Linked DNA regions of Cricetulus griseus: region 2 is linked to region 1. Evidence: chromatin contacts called from public Hi-C data. All regions are on one chromosome and are shown on one strand. Each heading gives the region's core, a stretch centred on a gene start, on an enhancer-like site or on the middle of the called end of the contact. The rest is flanking DNA. Distances are from core to core; before and after follow the strand shown. Region 1 overlaps Tcf7l2 (transcription factor 7-like 2). Region 2 holds the start of Tcf7l2 (transcription factor 7-like 2).

Region 1 (3,228 bases), core at 272-2,771:
GGGCTTCATTTCCATCCTCACCTCTTTAACACCAAGCCTTCGCTCCTCTCCTCTTAGCCTGCATCAATCCGGAGTGCATACCTGCCTATCAGAAGCATACCCATTGGGTGGTGACCGGCCTGAGCTTCCGAGCATTCTGGCCTCAGACACTCTTAGAAAGCTGAAGTGATGTAAGAAGGGACCTGTTCAGACGAGGGTGAGCCTCTCTGAGATTTTAGTTGAGAAAGATGGTCTCCAGGATTAGAGAAGAAGCGATTGTTTGGAGAGATGATGGTGCCTGTCCTGTGCATAAACAGATAGCATTGAGGCAGAGAGATGGTGATAAATCAAATGTTACCTAACAGGTTAGGTTTGTGTACAAGTGGACTACGAGATTTGCTGGGCCTGGACTCCTAGGAGAAGGCAATAAAATAACTCAGACAAGGAAATGTACTTATCGGAGTGACCTAAACATACAAAAGCACACATCACAGGCTCTTGAGTAGCTCACCCCAGCCAGAGTAATTTTAATCTGTTTTCAGTAGTTGGTGGGTTGGAAGAAATCTGCTGTAGAACCTGGGGGTTGTTGCAGTGACTAACAATACCCCACCTACTCCATCAAACCTCTCTCGAAAATTTGAAAACTGAGACTCAGGTACAGAAGGCTGCTGTAAGACTCTGAGGCCACATTACCAGGTGATACAGGGACCCAGGACAGAAATCCACTCTCCTGAGTGTGTCTTCCTACCCTACCTCTCTGATGCATGGCAGAGTTGCATTTTGTTCTGTGCCGAAGTTGAGGCTCCTTGGAAGCCAGTGTGGAATCCAGAGTGTCCAGGATGAAGTCAATTTTTCCCTCTTGAAATCATGACTTTTCCTGTACATTGGATGCTGCAGGGCTCATCAGGAGACTCACACAATGGTGACAGGGGATGAATGCCTCTGTGGAAGGATAGATAGGAATCGGGACCTAGAACTTATGTGTAAAAAATACTTGAAATCTTGCAAGCAATGACTAGGCTTTTAGCAACACCTAGCAAAGTGGACCACACAAGGTGACTCACACCAGCAAGCCCAGCATTCAGGAGGCTGAGGCAGGAGCATGGCTGTGAGCTGAGACTACAGACCATACCATAACCATTTATATGAGAGATGAATATTTGTGTGTTCTTGCTCACCTTCTTTCCCCAAGGACTGGTGCTTGGGAATTCTTTTAGGTTGTTGCTTTCTTGGATTTTGTTAACAGCCCAGAAATGTGTGTGTCGGGGGAGACTTTCTGAAAACAATATGTACAGGAGGTAGAATGGAGATCACGATGCTGTTGACAAGCTTAGAGATGCTGTAGACCAAGTTAGAGATGTTTACGGCTTTGCTAAGAGCTCCATCCTGCTGTTAGAGCCTGTGTCATGTAACCAGGAAGCAGGCTGATGCCCTGGGTTGAGTTCAGCAAGTTTGTTTTGACTTGTGGCCCATGAAGAGAGTGAAGCCCTGATTATGTAATAATGTTAACTGAGCCCAGAATGTCAGCTGGGCCCTGCTTGCCAAAGCTTGAAGAGTTAGTTGGGAGCAGACTATGTTTAGTATGACTAATGCAGCTTGGCAGGGTGAAGGGGTGGGTGGGTGTCGCTCTGAGAGTGAGGGATGACTTAGGCTATTTCAAATATTATCACTTTGTGTGCACTATAGCTGTTCACAAAGTGACTTAAGTAGTTAGCTAAGTTGAGGCCTTATTAATCAACTAGTACAACACTCCTTGTTGACTGATGGAGTCAAGACACCAAGGTATTCCACTTTCGATTAGGAGAGTCAGGCTTTCAGGTCCTGGGAAATGCTTCCTATAGCAGCCTGTGTTGGTCAAGTGTGGCTGGCAGGGTACTCAGTAATTAAAGCTGGTATACAAAGCCAACACCAGATTCCATAATAAAAGTCCCAGCGAACCCCAATAAAAATGTAAAGTAAAGAAAAAATGTGGCCCACTTTCCTAATAAAGATTCCAGATGTAATTTAGACTCCCGTCTCCGACCTCCTCAGTCTTTATTTGGGCGCCTTTTACTCCTTTTGCTCCCTTCTTCCCCCAAAAGGTCTCTCTTGGTCCTTCTTATGAGACAAAAGATCCCCATTTTTATGCAGATGTCTTTAGTTGGAGGCAAAAATAATCCAGAAGCATGTTTGCACAACCAACCATCCTTAAACAGTGCGTTCCCTGCCCCCACCACGCAAAGGTTGCTCTTTGGAGGGATTGATGCCCTCCCTGCCTGAGGTGAAGTGGGGAATCGCTTTTGTCCCTTCCCTGATGAATGGATGTAAAATGTTCACTGAACCTGGAAACACCTCCTTTTGTGCCTGGTGCCCCCCTAACACAGGCTGTTAAACTTGGGGCAATTGCTCGTGGTGGGGGATTGAATGGGGCCATTGTGGGCGGAGGGGCTCACACTGAAGCCATTGTGGGCATAGAGATGTCATTGTTTCCCACGTATTAAGGAGTAGACTCTGGGGACCCCCAGGCATCAGTGTGTCCAGCCACTGTGCTGACTGCACAGCGTTTGTGGGTTTGAATTGTCCCCTAAAATCCCCCGGCATCAGAAAGGCTGGACAGGGCTGGTCATCTTGAACCGGTCAGGCCACGGTGCGCCCCCTACAGGATTTATGTGGTAATTCTCACAAACATTGGCTTCTCAGGCTGCCCCTGACCTGGGTCACAGCTTCTCCTTTGATTGCTAGCCATCATTTCTGCTGGGAGACCACTTATCCTTCAGGCATCAGGGGAAAACATTTGTTAAAGATCATCCTTCCACCTTAGGAATAACAAGACTCCCCCGTTCTTGCTGGTGGCGTTTCCATTCTGTTTCCCTTTGGCCATATGGCCTTCTGAGGCACTTCTGATCTTAATTGCAGCATTCCGCCTTTGTTTATTCAAAAATCAAAAGGCGGATAGGCTATTGATGGTTTATCTGTATTAATTGCAACACCATACCTGCCAACTGTCCCTTCGGTTAGTAAAGGAAACTGCTACAATCCCCGCCAACAGTTCACATGTGTGTGCTCACATCACTTTACCACGGTGTGTTCAATAGAGGTAGGGATATTTTGAGACTTTAGAATTGCCGTGTGGGCATTTTCCACTACGACCCTCTGTCACACAGTGTTGACTTACAGGGAGGTGGACCTGAGGTTAGGGAGAGCAAGCAGCCAGGAAGTACTTGAGTTGAAACTCTGAGTCTTATTGTGTTAACTTAGAGGCTTGGGGGT
Region 2 (3,194 bases), core at 539-3,038, 130 kb before region 1:
TTGGTGTCTTGAAATATTCCCCTTTCTGTCTCCATGCTCCCTCCTAGACACTGCGCTGCCTTATTTATTTATGAAGTCTGAAGGTTAGCCCTACCTGCTGAGACTAATTAGCCCTCCACTTTGTGTCCCATGCAATCCGTCCGATGAAATGTACACATTTGTTTTGTCTTATTTTATTTTTTTTCAGGCTCTTTCTCCCTCCACTTCTGATTTTCTGATGAATATGGAAGTTGGGAGCTGGTGGGATGGTAAATCTCACCGCCTCCCCATCCCGCCCTTATTTTGTCTGCTCTTTTGCTTTAGTGTGCTAATGTGCTTGGGAGTTTTTCTGTCCAGTGCAGGGGAATTCGTTGGCCTTGTCAATCTCAGTATCATTATTTTTAGTTGTCTTCTTTCTGAGGCCTGAGCCTGTACAACAGTTTTGTTGAACCCCAAACTCTCTAAATATTACACAGTAAATTGGTTACTTTTGGAAATCTACAACAGATGAGCTTTTTAAAGGGGAGGGTGGGATAATTTAATGCATTGTGAACCCCAGAACATCAAACCTAATAGTAAGTTGCCAGTTACTCTTCTCTCTCTCTCTCTCTCTCTCTCTCTCTCTCTTTCTTTCTTTCTTGCTTTCCTTCTTTCTTTTTTGGCTTCTCTTTTCACCTTGGAACTCCAGTTCCCTTCTCACTGGAGACTTGCAAGGAAAAGGACCTTCTGACTCTGCCAACCAGGGACATCCTTTCTCCTTTAACATAAGTTTCTTGCCTGTTTCTCAGCAAATCAGTGTGTCCTCCCTGAGCCTAACAGCCAACAAATACCTGTCTCAAATCCTGGGCTTGCCACCTCCTCCGCAAGGGCTTCTAGGCCAGCTTTGGTGACTGTCTCCTGCCAGAGCCATGAACACCTACAGCCTCTGGGCATTTCCTCTCCGACCCCTTAGAGAAAAACTACAGCCCAATTCTTCCCCAGGGCTTGGTGAACTTTCACTTTTATTTTCCCTGGCGCTGTTAAGGCCCCAACTTTTCACCTCCAAAGTCAGAACGGACTTTGGATCCTACATCACTTCCTACTTCCAACGTCAGTTAAAAAAAAAAAAAAAAAAAAAAAAAAAAAAAAAAATCCAACAACTTTACCTTTCCCTTAAGGATATTTTTAGTACCCCAGTCGAACCTAAAGTATTTGTTTTTTGGATAAAACGCCTTCTTGGCATATTTAACCGAGTAGTTCTTTACATTTAATGACATGATTCACTGTCATTAAAGAAAAAAGGGAGGGGAGCCGTTGTGGGTTAACCTCCCCAGGTCTTCTCAGAGCAGAGAGAGGGGTGAGTCTTCTTGCCCCAGTGGTGTCTTATCCCGCCCCAGGGCGTCCGACTTCTCTGAGGGATTAACCACTGAGCTCCCCGTCCCCACATCCCATAGTCCTCCCCTCTGGGTCCCCATCCTCAAGACTTGTGGCTAACACTTTTTCTGGGCCTCTCCCCTTCCCCGCCCCCCGAGTGGGCTTTCCTTCCGCCTTCCCCGGCTCAGATTCCGGACTCGGTTGCCACCCCCTTCCCCTCCTCTCCCGGTCCGCATTGTCTTTCGGAACCCGCCCCCTCCAGGAGCGAGGCCCGCACCGTCCGGGCGCCCGGCTCGCACACTGCGCACAGGCCGCACCCCGCGCGCCTCCCGCGGCCCCGGCCCGCCCCGCTCCCTCTCCCGGCGCCTAAAGGATCATTGTTGGCCGCCCCCGCCCCGCCCACCCCGGCTGTTTATTTATGCATACGTCACCGGGCTCGCCCCGCCCCCTGGCATCTCATTAAGGCGAGTGTGTTCCTCTCGCCCTGTCAATAATCTCCGCTCCCAGACTACTCCGTTCCTCCGGATTTCGATCCCCCTTTTTCTATCTGTCAATCAGCGCCGCCTTTGAACTGAAAAGCTCAGTCTAACTTCAACTCACTCAAATCCGAGCGGCACGAGCTCCTTCGGTGTCTTCGGCTTCCCCCCCCTTTGCTCTTATATCTGACTTGTTGTTGTTGTTGTTTTTTTTTACCCCCCTTTTTATTTATTATTTTTTTGCACATTGATCGGATCCTTGGGAACGAGAGAAAAAAGAAACCCAAACTCACGCGTGCGGAAGATCTCCCCCTTCCCCTCCCTCCTCCCTCTTTTCCCCTCCCCAGGAGAGAAAGACCCCAAAGCAGGAGAAAAAAAAAGTTAACCTTGGACTCGTCTTTTTCTTGCAATATTTTTTGGGGGGCTCGCAAACTTTTTTTTTTTTTTTTTGCTTTTCTTCCTCCTTCATTTTTCTTCCAAAATTGCTGCTGGTGGGTGAAAAAAATGCCGCAGCTGAACGGCGGTGGAGGAGATGACCTAGGCGCTAACGACGAGCTGATCTCCTTCAAAGACGAGGGCGAGCAGGAGGAGAAGAACTCGGAAAACTCCTCGGCGGAGAGGGATTTAGCCGATGTCAAGTCCTCGCTGGTCAATGAATCAGAGACGAATCAGAACAGCTCCTCCGATTCCGAGGTAGGGAGAGCCCCTCGGGCTGGCGGGGCTGAGCCTGCCGGCTCCGGGGCTCCCGGGCTCCCGGGCTCCGGGGCTCCGCGGCTGGGGCTGGAAGGCCGGGCGGCTCGGGGCTGCAGGCGGCGGGCGGGCGCGCGGGCTGCTGACGGCAAAAACTTGCAACCGTGTTTTTCTGCACCCCTCTCCCTCCCCGCACCCCCTCGGCGCGGCGATCGCCCCTCGCCCTCCCCACCTCGCCCCTCCGGGAAGGCGGAAAGACGGCCTCCGCCTCGCTCCGAAAGTTTCCGAGACAAATCCCGGGAAAGTTTGGAAGAAGGTGAGTGCGCCCCGCGCGCCCCCAGACCGCGCGATCGCGCTGCCCCCTCCCCGGGTCGGCCTGGCGGGTGCCCCCGTGCCCACTCCCTGCCCACCCACCCACCCACCCACCTACCCACCGAGTTTCCCGCGCCCGCCGGGCCCCGGGGACGCGCGCGGGCCCTCGGGGGGACACTTGCTAAAAAGTTTCTCCCGCTCTCTCCCGCGCCGCGCGGCCGCCGCCGTCCCCTCCGCCGCCCCGCCATGTTAGCGGCCAAGAGGCAAGATGGAGGGCTCTTTAAGGGGCCACCGTATCCCGGCTACCCCTTCATCATGATCCCCGACCTGACGAGCCCCTACCTCCCCAACGGATCGCTCTCGCCCACCGCCCGAACCGTAAGT

What was found. Hi-C and Micro-C count contacts between places; a contact is called where the count stands out from the background.
Region 2: a contact with region 1 is called in a Hi-C map of the CHO-K1 cell line, with 2.5 times the contacts expected there. The contact joins the promoter of Tcf7l2 here to the enhancer-like site in region 1. A contact is called at or near these places in 3 of 8 Hi-C or Micro-C datasets (the CHO-K1 cell line and liver).

The regions. Positions count from the first base shown.
Region 1 is chr3:5,585,019-5,588,246 of CriGri-PICRH-1.0, reverse strand. All of the region lies in intron 6 of Tcf7l2 (transcription factor 7-like 2), which reads left to right. Among named protein-coding and RNA genes, the nearest start is that of Tcf7l2, 130 kb to the left of the region's middle. Within about 2 kb of position 1,521, at least 4 of the 6 cell types and tissues checked have open chromatin away from gene starts, as enhancers often do. A contact at or near this core is called in the CHO-K1 cell line, where this site is marked.
Region 2 is chr3:5,716,829-5,720,022 of CriGri-PICRH-1.0, reverse strand. Tcf7l2 (transcription factor 7-like 2) reads left to right here and starts at 1,788. Exons shown (of 16, transcript XM_027406954.2): 1 at 1,788-2,501; 2 at 2,748-2,814; 3 at 3,064-3,188. The coding sequence starts at 2,313.